Regions from separate parts of the Zea mays genome. Here regions 1 and 3 are each linked to region 2. A link is a contact called in public Hi-C data. All regions are on one chromosome and are shown on one strand. Each heading gives the region's core, a stretch centred on a gene start, on an enhancer-like site or on the middle of the called end of the contact. The rest is flanking DNA. Distances are from core to core; before and after follow the strand shown.

What was found. A called contact is a pair of places that touch in the nucleus more often than the background predicts.
Region 1: a contact with region 2 is called in a Hi-C map of bundle sheath, with 2.3 times the contacts expected there. The contact joins the promoter of LOC100284530 here to the promoter of LOC103644258 in region 2. A contact is called at or near these places in 5 of 25 Hi-C or Micro-C datasets (bundle sheath, ear, leaf and 2 more).
Region 3: a Hi-C map of bundle sheath shows a contact between it and region 2, with 2.3 times the contacts expected there. The contact joins the promoter of LOC100285414 here to the promoter of LOC103644258 in region 2. A contact is called at or near these places in 3 of 25 Hi-C or Micro-C datasets (bundle sheath, leaf and leaf mesophyll).

Annotation. Positions count from the first base shown.
Region 1 is chr1:300,183,233-300,187,569 of Zm-B73-REFERENCE-NAM-5.0, reverse strand. It overlaps LOC100284530 (ZFP16-2), which reads right to left and starts at 1,261. Exons shown (of 1, transcript NM_001157425.2): 1 at 318-1,261. The coding sequence starts at 1,127. The coding sequence ends at 606.
Region 2 is chr1:300,691,842-300,695,793 of Zm-B73-REFERENCE-NAM-5.0, reverse strand. It overlaps LOC103644258 (scarecrow-like protein 30), which reads right to left and starts at 2,561. Exons shown (of 2, transcript XM_008667465.4): 1 at 2,029-2,561; 2 at 1-1,938. The coding sequence starts at 1,752.
Region 3 is chr1:300,304,461-300,308,933 of Zm-B73-REFERENCE-NAM-5.0, reverse strand. It overlaps LOC100285414 (CRAL/TRIO domain containing protein), which reads left to right and starts at 2,516. Exons shown (of 7, transcript NM_001158307.1): 1 at 2,516-2,791; 2 at 3,398-3,771. The coding sequence starts at 3,436.

The DNA.
Region 1 (4,337 bases), core at 12-2,511, 510 kb after region 2:
GATGCTAAAAGTTGAAGGCTGGTGATCATCGGATGGGATGACGACAGGTACGCACGGTCCAAGAACCGGAAGAACAATCGATCGTTTCGACGATGGGCCTTCGATCGCGTTGGGGGTAAACAAAAAAGGAATCAGTTAAACGAACCAGACCGCTATTTTTTTTTAACTTGCTCATGAACATATGCGAACGAAATTAATTAACCATTGGGACATTTTAGAAAAAGCATGCATATCGCGGATATCGTTCAAATTGACGAATGATTCGTGCGCGATGATTTCGGACGAATGCGCTGCAGTAAGCCGAACAGACATGCATGGGAACCAAGGAATCATCGATCCTGTTATATGTTCCAGCAATATAGTATGAATGAAATCAGTTCTCTGACATTCGTATCGGAATCCAACCGGCCCCATGACCGAACCGCTAAACACAGCAGAAGCTAGTACTATACTAGCGTAATTACAAAAAAAAGGCAACGAACGAACCAATACGATTTACATGTCCTGGATTAAACTACCGACGCTACTAGATGTCTAGATGACGAGTTAGCCTCCCCCCAAATAACAAGGAGGGATTAGCCCGACCCTATGCCGGCCGGATCGATCTAAGCGAAGAGCTCGAGCAAGACGGGCGGGTCGGCGGCGCGCGACGCCTCGGTGCGCCAGAGGGTGACCCAGGCGTCGGCGGCGCCCATCTCCTCCTCGCGGTGCCTCCGCATGTGGCCGCCCAGCGCCTGGCCCATCTCGAAGCCGAGCCCGCAGACGTTGCACTCGTGCCGCTGCTTGCCTCCTTCGCAGCCGTTGGCGTTGGCGTTGGCGGCCTGCTGCTTGTGCTGCTTGAGCGCCCGGGCGCCGACGACGCCGAGGTCGAGGCCGTGGCGGCCCGCGCGCAGGTGGCTGGTGCGGTGGCCGCCCAGCGCCTGGAACGAGGGGAAGGCGCGGCTGCAGGTCCTGCAGACGAACTCGCCCTCCCCCGACGTGGCCACCACGGCGCCCCGCCGCCGCGCCCGCGCCCGCGCCCGCTTCGCCGGTGGCGTCCCCGCCGAGTCGGACGTCGTCGTGGACGAGTCCGTGCTCAGCGACAGCGCCAGCGACACATCCTGCTCCGTCGGCCTCGGGTGCTTCATGGTCTCTGACCTAATCTTTCTCTCTCTCTCTCTCTCTCTCTCTCTCTCTCTGCAGATACGTACAGCTCGGAAGGAAAAAGATGCGGTGATGTGTTTTGTGCTTGGGTTGTGTGGCTTGTGGGTTAGGTTGGGTTGGGTCTGGGTGAGGGCGCGCACCCTTTTATAGGTTGTGTCTCCGTCCAAGGCTCGGCAGTGCAGAGGGCCGAGGCGGTGTGGGGGCTTACGTGTGCGCCAAGTTGATAGGGGTCCGAGTCCGACCGACCGACGCGACGTGGGCGGACCAATCCGGGGAAGGCACCGCGCACCGCGAAGCGCGGCGCCGCGTCGCGACGTGGACGGATGGGCGTCCATCGCGCGCGGTTTTGCCTCGCGGATATATAGTTGGGCTGGGGCGGCCGGTGGCCTCCGCCGCCAGATCGCGACTGTTCCCCTTCCTTAGCCGCGGGGGCAACGCAACGCAACGTCGCCCGCGGGTTCGGACGGCGGCGAGGGGATGGGCGGCGGCGTGTGGAGATGCACTTGCCGCTGACTGCACCTTCGGCTCGGCAGTGCGGGAAGGATCTGGAACCTTCGGTCGCTCAGCTCTCTCAGATTGGTGAGATTTGAATAATGACGCGCTCTCACGGTCAACTAGTCCTGTTCCAAGTTGGTTCGTTTGTTCCGGTTCCAGAAGACGCTTTCCCTTTCTGGTAGTGTGTACGGTATACTACTAAGCGCAGGCAAACTGGGGCATCTCATCGATCCATCCCGCACCACAAGACATCAGCTGTGATATCCACCGTGGCTGCCAAATTGACCAGTTTGAGGGACTAAAAATTAGTCCCTTCATTTTTAGTCTCATTTAGTTCATAAATTGCCAAACAGTGAGACTAAAATAGAGACTGATTTATTTTAGTCTCTAGTCCCACAAAGCACAAAGGTTGACTAAAAAAGACTAAATCATACAAATTTCACTTTTTACTCTTCCTTTATTTTAGTTGCACTAATGGCGGGAGAATACTAAGGAGTATTTCGGTCTTCTTATGACTCATTTAATATGTTTAGAATATTTTTAGTCCCTACAACCAAACAGGATAGAGACTAAATTTTAGTCTCCAAACAAAACTTTAGTTCCTGTACTAAATAAACCAAACGGACCCTAAGCCGATCGGGAGACATATATTTACGTATCTGTGAGTAATAATGAAAACATTGTTTTAATTATTGTAACGATACAATATTTTTGATCGGTTCTAAACATACTAGCATGTTTAGACATACCGTTCTAAAAGCAACTCCAAGTGTCTCTCAATATTCTTCTTAATTTATATAAATAGAGATTTTTGTTTTCCTAAAAAAATACCATCCAATATTTTATATTTCGGATTTCTCGCTAGCCAAAAAAACATGAATGACTCTCTAGAGTGCAAACAAGATATAGAAAAGAATGTTGAGACTGAAAAGATATAGAAAGTGATTTTTATGCAAATGAGTCTTTTAGTGATAATTTAGAGAGGGTGCTTTAAATTAGAGTACATATAGTAAAAAAAAACTAACTATAACATACAAACTTTAGATTGTGCCGTGGTATCTAGATTGTTTTAAAAGCAGTTTCCTAGAATACAATTAAATACCTGATGATATAAGTTATTTTAATATTATCTAGAAACTATAAAGATATATCTGCTGACTGCAATACTCGTCGATCTACTCGCAGCCGGCACGTCATGGAGAGCCAAGAGAGGCGATAGATGATCTCATGGTTGACGTCACGCCGCGCCGACCTAGTAGTGCTGCCTCTGGCTTGGCTCGACCTCACATTCCCACCTGTGTTGTGTCTGTGTGCCCGTGCAACACTAGAGAGCAATTTTTATTCTCTGTGTTTCCAAAATGCAATTTTTATAGAGATATGTATGTGATTTTTATAGAAATATGTTTTTTGTTATATGTAATCAGTTTCTTTAAGATAATGTGCTATTACAGAAATTGTTAGCCAAAGTTTTTAGCAGTATGTGAAGTTCGGGCACATGTATATGACGTGCATGGACTCATGTCTGTTATAGTGGAAGAATTATATTCCGATCAACTAGTGCAGAGTATGGGTGACTATATATAATGGTTGGTTGAAAAGAAAATGAAACTACGAAGGCTGTTGCAAAGATCGTGAGTCGATCAGCGACCATGCACTGGCGGGCGGCTGGCGCCAGTAGCGTGAAGTAAACAGAATCAGGAAACGCGTCATTGCTTTAAAAAAATTATATATGGTACGTATACATACTTCTACATCATTCACCCGTCTTAAAATAAATACCATTTTTTACTTCTCAAAAAAAAAAACTTTTTTGGATGGGAGGATTACTTAATACTCTTGCATACTCCCTTCGTCTTATATATTTAGCTTTGGATACAGAAATTAAGGAACCATGCATGGCAAAGATATATTCTTCAAAACGAGAAGAAACGATATACTCCAGGGTTATATTAAAAAAAGAGAGAAATATGCATTAGAAAATAAGAATGAACGGCAGGAGGCTGAAAGTATACATACCGACACAAAGACCGACACGTTCTTTCGCTGTCGATGAAGCGAACATGAACAGTACGTCAGTACGTACCTGGAAGATAAGGTGTCCTATGTGCGCTAGTACTAGCCCGTGCCAGGATCGTGGCCTGCCGCGCATTTCGCTGTCACACGTCATTTGCCTTCGTCTGACGGCAACCGCGTTGCCAAAGGAACAACAGCTGCCGGCCAGCCATTTGCCGTTTAGCAGCTGGCTACCGGCCAGGGAAGATTTGGTCTGCCCATGGACACCTGAGATCATATGCACAGTGATGTCGGTGCCTACGTGCTCTCCATCACATATCTCCATGAATGATGAAAGCGTCAATGGCTCAGCCGACAACCTCATCTCGCTCGAGTCGTCGTTGTGTTCGTCAAACTGCACATGCAAGTAGTTGGCCAAGTTCCCAGGATTCCAGCCCGTCCATCATCGTTGCTGGCGCGTACTTATCCACACTTATTACATCGGCCCCCACTTGCAACACCGAGACATATTACTTCGTATACAGGCGTACAGCATAACGGCAGCAACTCGGTTTTGGAAAAGGACTGCTCTTTTTGGTCCACGCATAGCAGCCGCGTGAGCTAGGAAGCGCTTGCATAAATCATACGACAAGTATTGATAAATTACAGCAGAGTGACAACTCTCAATGAACCACTTTTCTCTGATT
Region 2 (3,952 bases), core at 1,312-3,811:
TTGTTTGTAGGTCTCTGGCCTTTCAATCCTCTCTGTGCCCTCACAGGCAATCACATTGACAGCTTCCCGGCCAAAGAACTCTCTCTCTATCAGCAGCCTATGCTCATCCATCCGTAAGGCATTCGCTTCGAGCATATCAAAGATCGAAGAGAAGAAGAACATAGCCTCCTTAAACCGCGTCACGAAGAAGGGTGCATTGTAAGTACCATTGACGATCCCATGAACGAACAGATGGGGATTCAGCTTTCTGATTGTGTTCAAAACCCGCGTTCTCGGGCTGTCATCCGTCACCGTCTCGTCCATCATGTTCCTCATCCGGTAGAGGCAGTTAACGACGACGAACTCATCGCTCTTCATGTTGAGATCTTTAACTTGGATAGTATCCCACTTGGCAGCAATGGCTTGGTATTCAAATGGGACATTGAACATACGGGCATACTCATGCAACCGCCGCCCTGTCGCCTCAACACGCTCTGCAGGGCGGAATCCTGACAGGGGAAAGTCTATACCAGTGATCCGAAGGTACGGGGGGCCACCAGGTCTCTTTGAGAGCCGCTGCATGAGGACTGGCCACTGGAAACCATACATTATCCCGTAGTCTATGATGTGCAGCCTTGTGGCGCTCTTCGTAGCGTTTAAGATGGTCGTGTTTGCGACATAGTGTGATAGTATCCTAAACGGACATGCTTTGACATACAAACTGAACGCCTTCAGTATATCACCAGTGGAAGTTCTCTTTGCAGCAAGCGAACGGTAGATGCTGCTGCCAGAGCCAGCTAGGCGAGCCTCCAGCCCATCGGCGAAGTAGTGTGCCAATCTCTGGCCAGCATCTCCAGTAGCAGAGGAATGCTTCCTGATCTGTTTCAGCAGCTCGCTTGAGTTCCTGTGGTCGTCGATAGCCGCGGCCTGAGCACAATGTATGAGTAGGGTTGTGAGATCAACTGGCTCCTCCTCTGCACCAGAACCTGATCTCCCCTTCCTTCGCCCTCGCTTATTTCTAGATCCTTTCACATATCCCCCGCTGATCTGTGCATCGGCTGGCATTGGTGAGTGGAACTCACAGTTCTTGTCGGTACACAACAGCACCTTGTCAAACATCTCCCGGACAGTCTCTTCGTCACACAGTGCCGACTGTTTGCTCTTCCTCCCCTCCATCTCCATGTCCTCGTCACGCGGGTTCTTCTGACCCTTATGAGCAGCACCAACTAAACCCTCCCGCACCATTTCACGAGGCAGACTACTTGTGACCACATCGCGAAACCTTCCGCTTCCTGTAGAATCACAGTCATCAGTGATCCAAGACTTTACTTCATAGCCCTGTGCTGCGATAGGCTTGGCAGACTCGAGGATGTCGACGAATGGTTTCTCGACGGCGGCGAGGAGTGCTGAATCCTCCACAGGCGCGCTGGTAATAGGATAGGATTCCTCGTCCTCGTCTTCAAGAAGGAACTGGTTGATGTATGCTAGGACCGCGTCGTCAGCAACAGTCTCGGAAAAATCCTCGACGCTGTCTGGCTCGGTTGTGGTTGTCGATGCCGGGCTTGGCGTGGTGCAGCCAGGCATGGCCGAGGGTGGAGATGGATGCGAGCTGACAGGAGAGCTGTGGCTGTGGCCGTGGAATCCATACGAAGGGAAGAACTGAAGCTGTGGCTGCTGGAGGGAGAAGCTAATCATGTGAGGTGCGGGTGGATTTGGGGTGGGCAATCGAGCACCGAGGTTGGGATCGTCACGAGGACGAGGGTCCATTATCATTCCTTGGAGGTGGAGCTTGTATCCACAAGATTTCTCTGACTTTCGATCTTCAGCGCCACAAGTCACTTATTACAGGTTACAAATCTCACCTCTGCGCTACCTTTCTGAGTCTCTCTCTCTCTCTCTCTCTCTCTCTCTCTCTCTCTCTCTCTCTCTCAAGAACACAAGGATTCCGCTTAGAGAGAACTACAAATTGGAAGAAAAGTTGATGATCGGAACGCCGAAGGACTTCGCCGACAAGCATATATATCTGAAGAAAAAGGAGGCGATATTTACCCTGCACGCCGAAGGACTTGTCTGCATCAAGATCTCTGATCTCCGGCTCTACCCTGCCTGCGCAAAGACCGCGAAGACGGCAGCAAGTAACTTTCCTTCCCACCCTAGTCGCGGCTCCAAGAAGACGCCGTGCCTTCCATCCCAAGTCTCGGATGCTGATGTGTGGAACCTTGCGGAAACCAGGAAGCAAAGCGGCGCCGATTGGGGGGCAGCGGCAGCAAGAGGCCAAGACCAAAAGACTTCTCTCGAGCTGGGCCAGGACCGCGGCAGCAGCTCCCTCTTCGTCAACTGGGTGATTTGTTTAGCCTAAACTGCAGCAGCACCAGCGAATCAGCGACCGGATCAGTGTTTTGGTAGTCGAGGTGGAGGGGAGCGGGAGAGGAAGGGGGCGGCGCACCACGGTGACGCGTGGGGAACGGCGCGGGATTTTCTGCGCACGAGAGCTGGTTGGTTTGCCGCCTGGCGCAGCTGCATGGACAGGGATATGGGGCACTGACGTGCGGGGTCAGTCTGAGTCTACCCCGCACGTCAGTGGCCAGACGTCATGGTAGGGAAGGGGCTTCCCTCCTACTCCTAGTTGATTTTTTTTTCCCTCTACGAATACGATGCGTGGTACCGACTCGGCGCGAGTCGCGTCGCGTCGATCGTGACAGTTTCCGGTTGGGGCCACAGATCAGGGTGAGTGGTGTGAGGTGTGACCGTGTGAGCTGAACTCCAGGGGACGCGGTCACTCGGATGCCTACCCGAGAAGTTGACCACAGAACCAGGTGAACGTGATCCACGGCCGAAGTACGAAACGGAACGAAACTGGCCGCCTGGCCGGTACCGCGACACTTCTGTCGGCCCGTGGTCCGGTCTTCTGGCCCACGAAACAAAGCCGAGAGGAGCCGAGCACAAGCGGCCCAGTGATTCATGACCCGCTTTGGCTCAGCCGCTTGCTGCAACCTACCACACAGGCGCTTGCTGATTCCTTAAAAAAACGTGAGGCGCTTGATTCACCTTTGTGGCCTTGTCATGATGAAATAATACACTGCTACTATTTCTATATATTATATAAATAGATTTTATTTAATAAAACATAAAAGTATGTGTGTTCTACTGATTAGATTAGTATGAACCTTAGAGTCAACGACTAAGATTCAAACTCAGCCTTCAATTAAATAAGGTGCAATGAAACAATAACACCATAACGCCTGCAGCAACATAATTTCATGTACTGTTCGTACAGAGATTATCTTTAGAGAGAATAGTAAGTACTACCTTCGTTCTTGAATATTTATCATCTGCTAGTTTAATTTTAAACTAAAACGTGATAAATAAAAAAAACGAAGAGGGTATCTTCTATCTTGTAATACCAACCACGTGAAGACCTTCACTCCACGGTTGTTTTGCCTTTTTAGATTATATTAAAACTTTGCCCATACAAAACAGTTTCTTAGGGAAATTTCCAGATTTATCTCACTCGCAATTACCAACTGGCCATCGTTATTTTTTAGAACGATATCTTGCAATCTTCTAAGCTGACTCTGTAAATCTTCACGTAGCCATCTCCTAAAAATGAGGCTCTAGTTTTTATATTTCATGGCTTCAACTGAACAATCACGGTCCTCGTTTTTTTTAAAAAAAATGAGAAAAGTGTGTCTTTAAAGTAACCTATAGCCACACCATCTAGTATGCCAAAAAAATGGTGGATTTTTCATTGGCCGACACCGTAGACCTGCTGCTTAAGTAAATATATCTGGTTTGGGGTTAATTAGAAGTATGCCACTCCAAATTTAAAGAGTTATAAAGTAGTTTATTTTCATGTCGCTCAATGACATCAAAATGAATTACCTATCTAATTTTATAAAAACAGGGTGACAAGTATGTAATTAATCTTTTTTTTCTTAGCTAGGTTTAGTGATCTTAGTCCATCTAATCAAAT
Region 3 (4,473 bases), core at 1,267-3,766, 390 kb after region 2:
TTGCGCTCATGGCGCTTAGAAGTTACGAAGGGCGCGTCGGAGCCGGAGGTAGATGGCGATGAGGTGTCGGTCTCGTAGTAGACCACCTTCCTCATCTTCTTTTTCTTGTCCCCACTCCGATGCGACTTGTGGGAAGAGGCTTTCTTCTCCTTCCCCTTTCCCTTTTTGTGGGACTCTTCCGATGAAGCTTTCCCGTGGCTTGTAGCGGGCTTGTCGCCGGTCTCCATCTCTTTCTTGGCGTGTTCTCCCGACATCACTTCGAGCGGTTAGGCTCTAATGAAGAACCTGGCTTTGATACCAATTGATAGTCGCCTAGAGGGGGGGTGAATAGGGCGAAACTGAAATTCTCAAAAATAATCACAACTACAAGCCAGGTTAGCGTTAGAAATAAAAACGAGTCCGCGAGAGAGGGTGCAAAACAAATCTCAAGCAAATAAGGAGTGTGACACAAGGATTTGTTTTACCGAGGTTCGGTTCTCGCAAACCTACTCCCCGTTGAGGTGGTCACAAAGACCGAGTCTCTTTCAACCCTTTCCCTCTCTCAAACGGTCCCTCCGACCGAGTGAGCTTCTCTTCTCAAATCAAAACTGGGAACAAAACTTCCCCGCAAGGGCCACCACACAATTGGTGCCTCTTGCCTTGATTACAATGGAGTTTTGATCACAAGAACAAGTGAGAAAGAAAAAAAGCAATCCAAGCGCAAGAGCTCAAAAGAACATGACAAATCTCTCTCGCTAATCACTAAAGCCTTGTGTGGAATTGGAGAGGATTTTGATCTCTTTGGTGTGTCTAGAATTGAATGCCTAGCTCTTGTAAGTGGTTGAGAATTGGAAAATTTGGATGCAATGAATGGTGGGTGGTTGGGGTATTTATAGCCCCAACCACCAAACTAGCCGTTTGGTGGAGGCTGTCTGTCGTATGGTGCACCGGACAGTCCGGTGCACACCGGACATGTCCGGTGTGCCAGCCACGTCACCAAAGCCGTTGGGTTCTGGCCGTTGGAGCTATGTCTTCTGGGCCCACCTGGATGTCCGGTGGCGCACCGGACATGTACTGTAGAGTGTCCGGTGCGCCAGTATGGGCACGCCTGACTTCTGCGCGCGCTGGCGCGCAATAAATGCGCTGCAGGTAGCCGTTGGCGCCGAAATAGCCGTTGCCCCGCTGTTACACCGGACAGTCCGGTGTACACCGGACATGTCCGGTGAATTATAGCGGAGCAGCCGTTGCAGTTTCCCGAAGCTGGCGAGTTCCTGAGGCCGCTCTTCCTTGGAGCACCGGACAGTCCGGTGAATTATAGTGGAGTTGCCTCTGGAATTTCCCGAAGGTGACGAGTTTGCGCTGGAGTCCTCTGGTGCACCGGACACTGTCCGGTGGCACACCGGACAGTCCGGTGCGCCAGACCAGAGGTGCCTTTGGTTGTCCCTTTGCTCTTTTGTTGAACCCAATACTTGGTCTTTTTATTGGCTAAGTGTGAACTTTTGGCACCTGTATAACTTATACACTAGAGGAAACTAGTTAGTCCAATTATTTGTGTTGGACAATTCATCCACCAAAATTATTTAGGAACTAGGTGTAAGCCTAATTCCCTTTCAGTGATCAAGGGGAGGGGAGGCGGACCTGGATCCAGTCACCCGCGATTTGGAGTTAGGTTTTTTTTGGCATGTTGCCACGCAAAGTCGTCGAAGCAAAGCCCGAACAGAATGAGGCTCATGCGACGCCTTCGTGGAGCTAGCGGAGGCGAGCGGGTACGCGATGGTGGCCATGCCAAAGACGATGAGGTCGAGGGCGACTGGCGGCGTGAGGGTGGCGTCGCGGGTGAGTGGGGCGACCTCCAAGCGATTTATAGCGGGCGGAGCTAGGGGAGCGGGTGGTCGTTGCCGAGTTTAGTGGCACAGAGTACGCGGAGGCGGTTGTGCGGGCGACGACGCGACGTGCAGCTGGCGTGGAAGTCGGTGGGGAGGGGCCGCAGGGCGGGGTGGAGCGCGTGGGGAGATAGACGACGGTGAAAACGGTTCCGTGCACGATTCTATCTGAAAATGTGTATTATAATAGTAGATATAGAGATAGAGAAATATATTTTTGGTTCATTTGTAAAACAGGCCAAGGAACAGATCATCCGACACCCGTACGTGATTTTTTCCCTCCTACCAAAACATCCGGTTTTTGGGCCGGCCCGAAAAATTTCAAAGGTCTAACCGTTGCTGTATTGCCAATGATGAACTGGGCTCTGTCTACGTTCGCACGTCACGACCGCGACGAATCCAGCTCCGCTCCAGCCTCGGAGCATCCATCCAGTACCCTACGGGGTCCGGCGGAACCCACTCCAGTGGTCGTCTGGTATGGTATGGTCCTCTGGGCTAGGCCCACGCCGCAGCGCCCGCGGACGAACCACCACGCCCACGCGTAGCACGAGAAGGGACACGATCGCACACTTTTCCTCTGAGCCGCGACCTGTCTCTGTCTCTGTCTCTGTCTCTGTTCTTCTGCCCCGACTCCGCCCACGCATCTCTTTCTCCTCTTCCCCCGCGCGGCGGCCGCGGGAGTGTTCGTGTTCCTCACTTCTCCCGCTTGCGTCCCCGACACTCCCTCAGATCCGCGGCCGTTTCCCGATCCGAGGGGCATTCCAGCCCTAAATAGCGGCCGGTGAGCAGGTCTCCTTCCGCCGGCGCGGACCACCTGGAGGGAGTTTATCCTGGAGCCGTCTTCCTCCTCGCCTCCTTTTGCGGCGCGGCGCGGAGGCCGGAGTCGCTTGGAGGCCCAGCTGTGTTTGGGTTGATTTCTTCGTTTGTCGGTAAGGAAGGACGGCTGGATGCTGGATCACTCGGGATGGCGGATTGTTCCACGAGTGCGTTTTTTTTGTGTGTGCATGCTTCGTGAGATCTCATCTTAGTGTATAACTGTATACGATGTGACCATTCAGCGATCTAATCTAGATCAGTCTTGCCGGGATGTATAGTGGAATCCCTCCATCATTGCGGTTAGCTAAGCATTTGTTTGGTGGATGGTGGCTGGTGGCTGGCGGGTTTGTAGTAATAGCTGTTATTTTCCAAATAGATTGGGTCTCAACCAACTGAAACCCCACCCCCTCGTTAAGTCCGCCTTTCTGTGTGCTGAGCGAGTGAACAATGCGCACTTCGTGTGAACCTCTAATTCAGCTTATACTAGGACATCATAATTGCTCGGTTTAGGCCTGAAGACACCTTTTATTACTTGTTTCTTTTGGTGGTCATCATGTATTTAGGTGTATTCGGTATGTTCTTCCTTGGTTGCTAATTCAGCTGTTGGTATGCATTGTGCTTATTGCTACACATTTATTATGCTCCTGTTCATGATATTTCTGCAGTGGTTAGAGGCACCTGGTTTGTTTTTTGCTGAAGCTGGTGGTACATGTGAATAGCAGGGCCTGTCTTCTGCCTCTGCTTTTGCTTCGAAGCAATGGCGAATGCAAGCAAGCACTTGCAACCTTCAAGTCAAGCAGGCAATGACAAGAAGTATCAGGGCACGCTGGTTGCTTCACCAGCAAAGGCCATTTCACCTAAGTGTGTGAACCGCATTGTGCCATCGAAGCAACTGATCTTGGGTGGGGGTTCAATAGGCCATGTGGCATCATTTCTGATCAAGGTCGTTGCTCTTGAGGCAGTGAGAAGAGTTTCTAAAACAAGATGCCCTTTCATATGGAATTCTGTTCAAGCATTGCAGATCCTTGTGTATCCTCCATTTAGCTGGATCCAAAGATGGGCACCGCTCGGATTTCTCGTGCAGGGAATTCAGGTTATTTGATTTCTCAGCTCTCCAAGATGGATGCTCCTTATTTTTCAAAAATAGTAGTGCTTTAACAAATACCATGTGCTTAGATATTGAATTATTCCTTGACATAAATGAAAATAGATGAGGGAGAGGGAATGCTATTTTATTTGAACATTTACTACCTTCTTTCTACTGAGTTGATCATGGTACTGTAGTATGTCAGCATTGTCTCATTTACTCACAATCTTAATAACATGTTTGGTTATGATGTAAGTTATATAGTTTATTTGTGTTCCGAACATGGTGACTAGGAACAGTTTTCTCTAGAAATGAACATAGATCTGGCAGCATTATCTTGTCAATAGGTTCTTAGGATGCTCAATTTTTTTCCATTCTGAGCAGACTTTTTTTTTAGTTTCAACACTACAGCAAGAAGAGCACTATTTTAGGTGTTTTCTCAATTGCATGTTTTATTTTTTGTAGCCTTGACCCGTCCTTTGAGCCCATGCCAAGTCCAACCATGACTGGCCCAGAGTTAATCTGTAGTGAAATGTTCTGTGTCACACTCTTGTTAATATATGAAGAATTCTACTTAACTTAGAGCTGGCATAACCGCATAAGACTAGGAGTTTGTTTTGAGGCATTGGGTGTTTTGCACAATGAGCTCCTTGAAGCATCACCTGGGCTTCTAGACAGATTATGAAATCAAAAACATTTTCCTAAAAT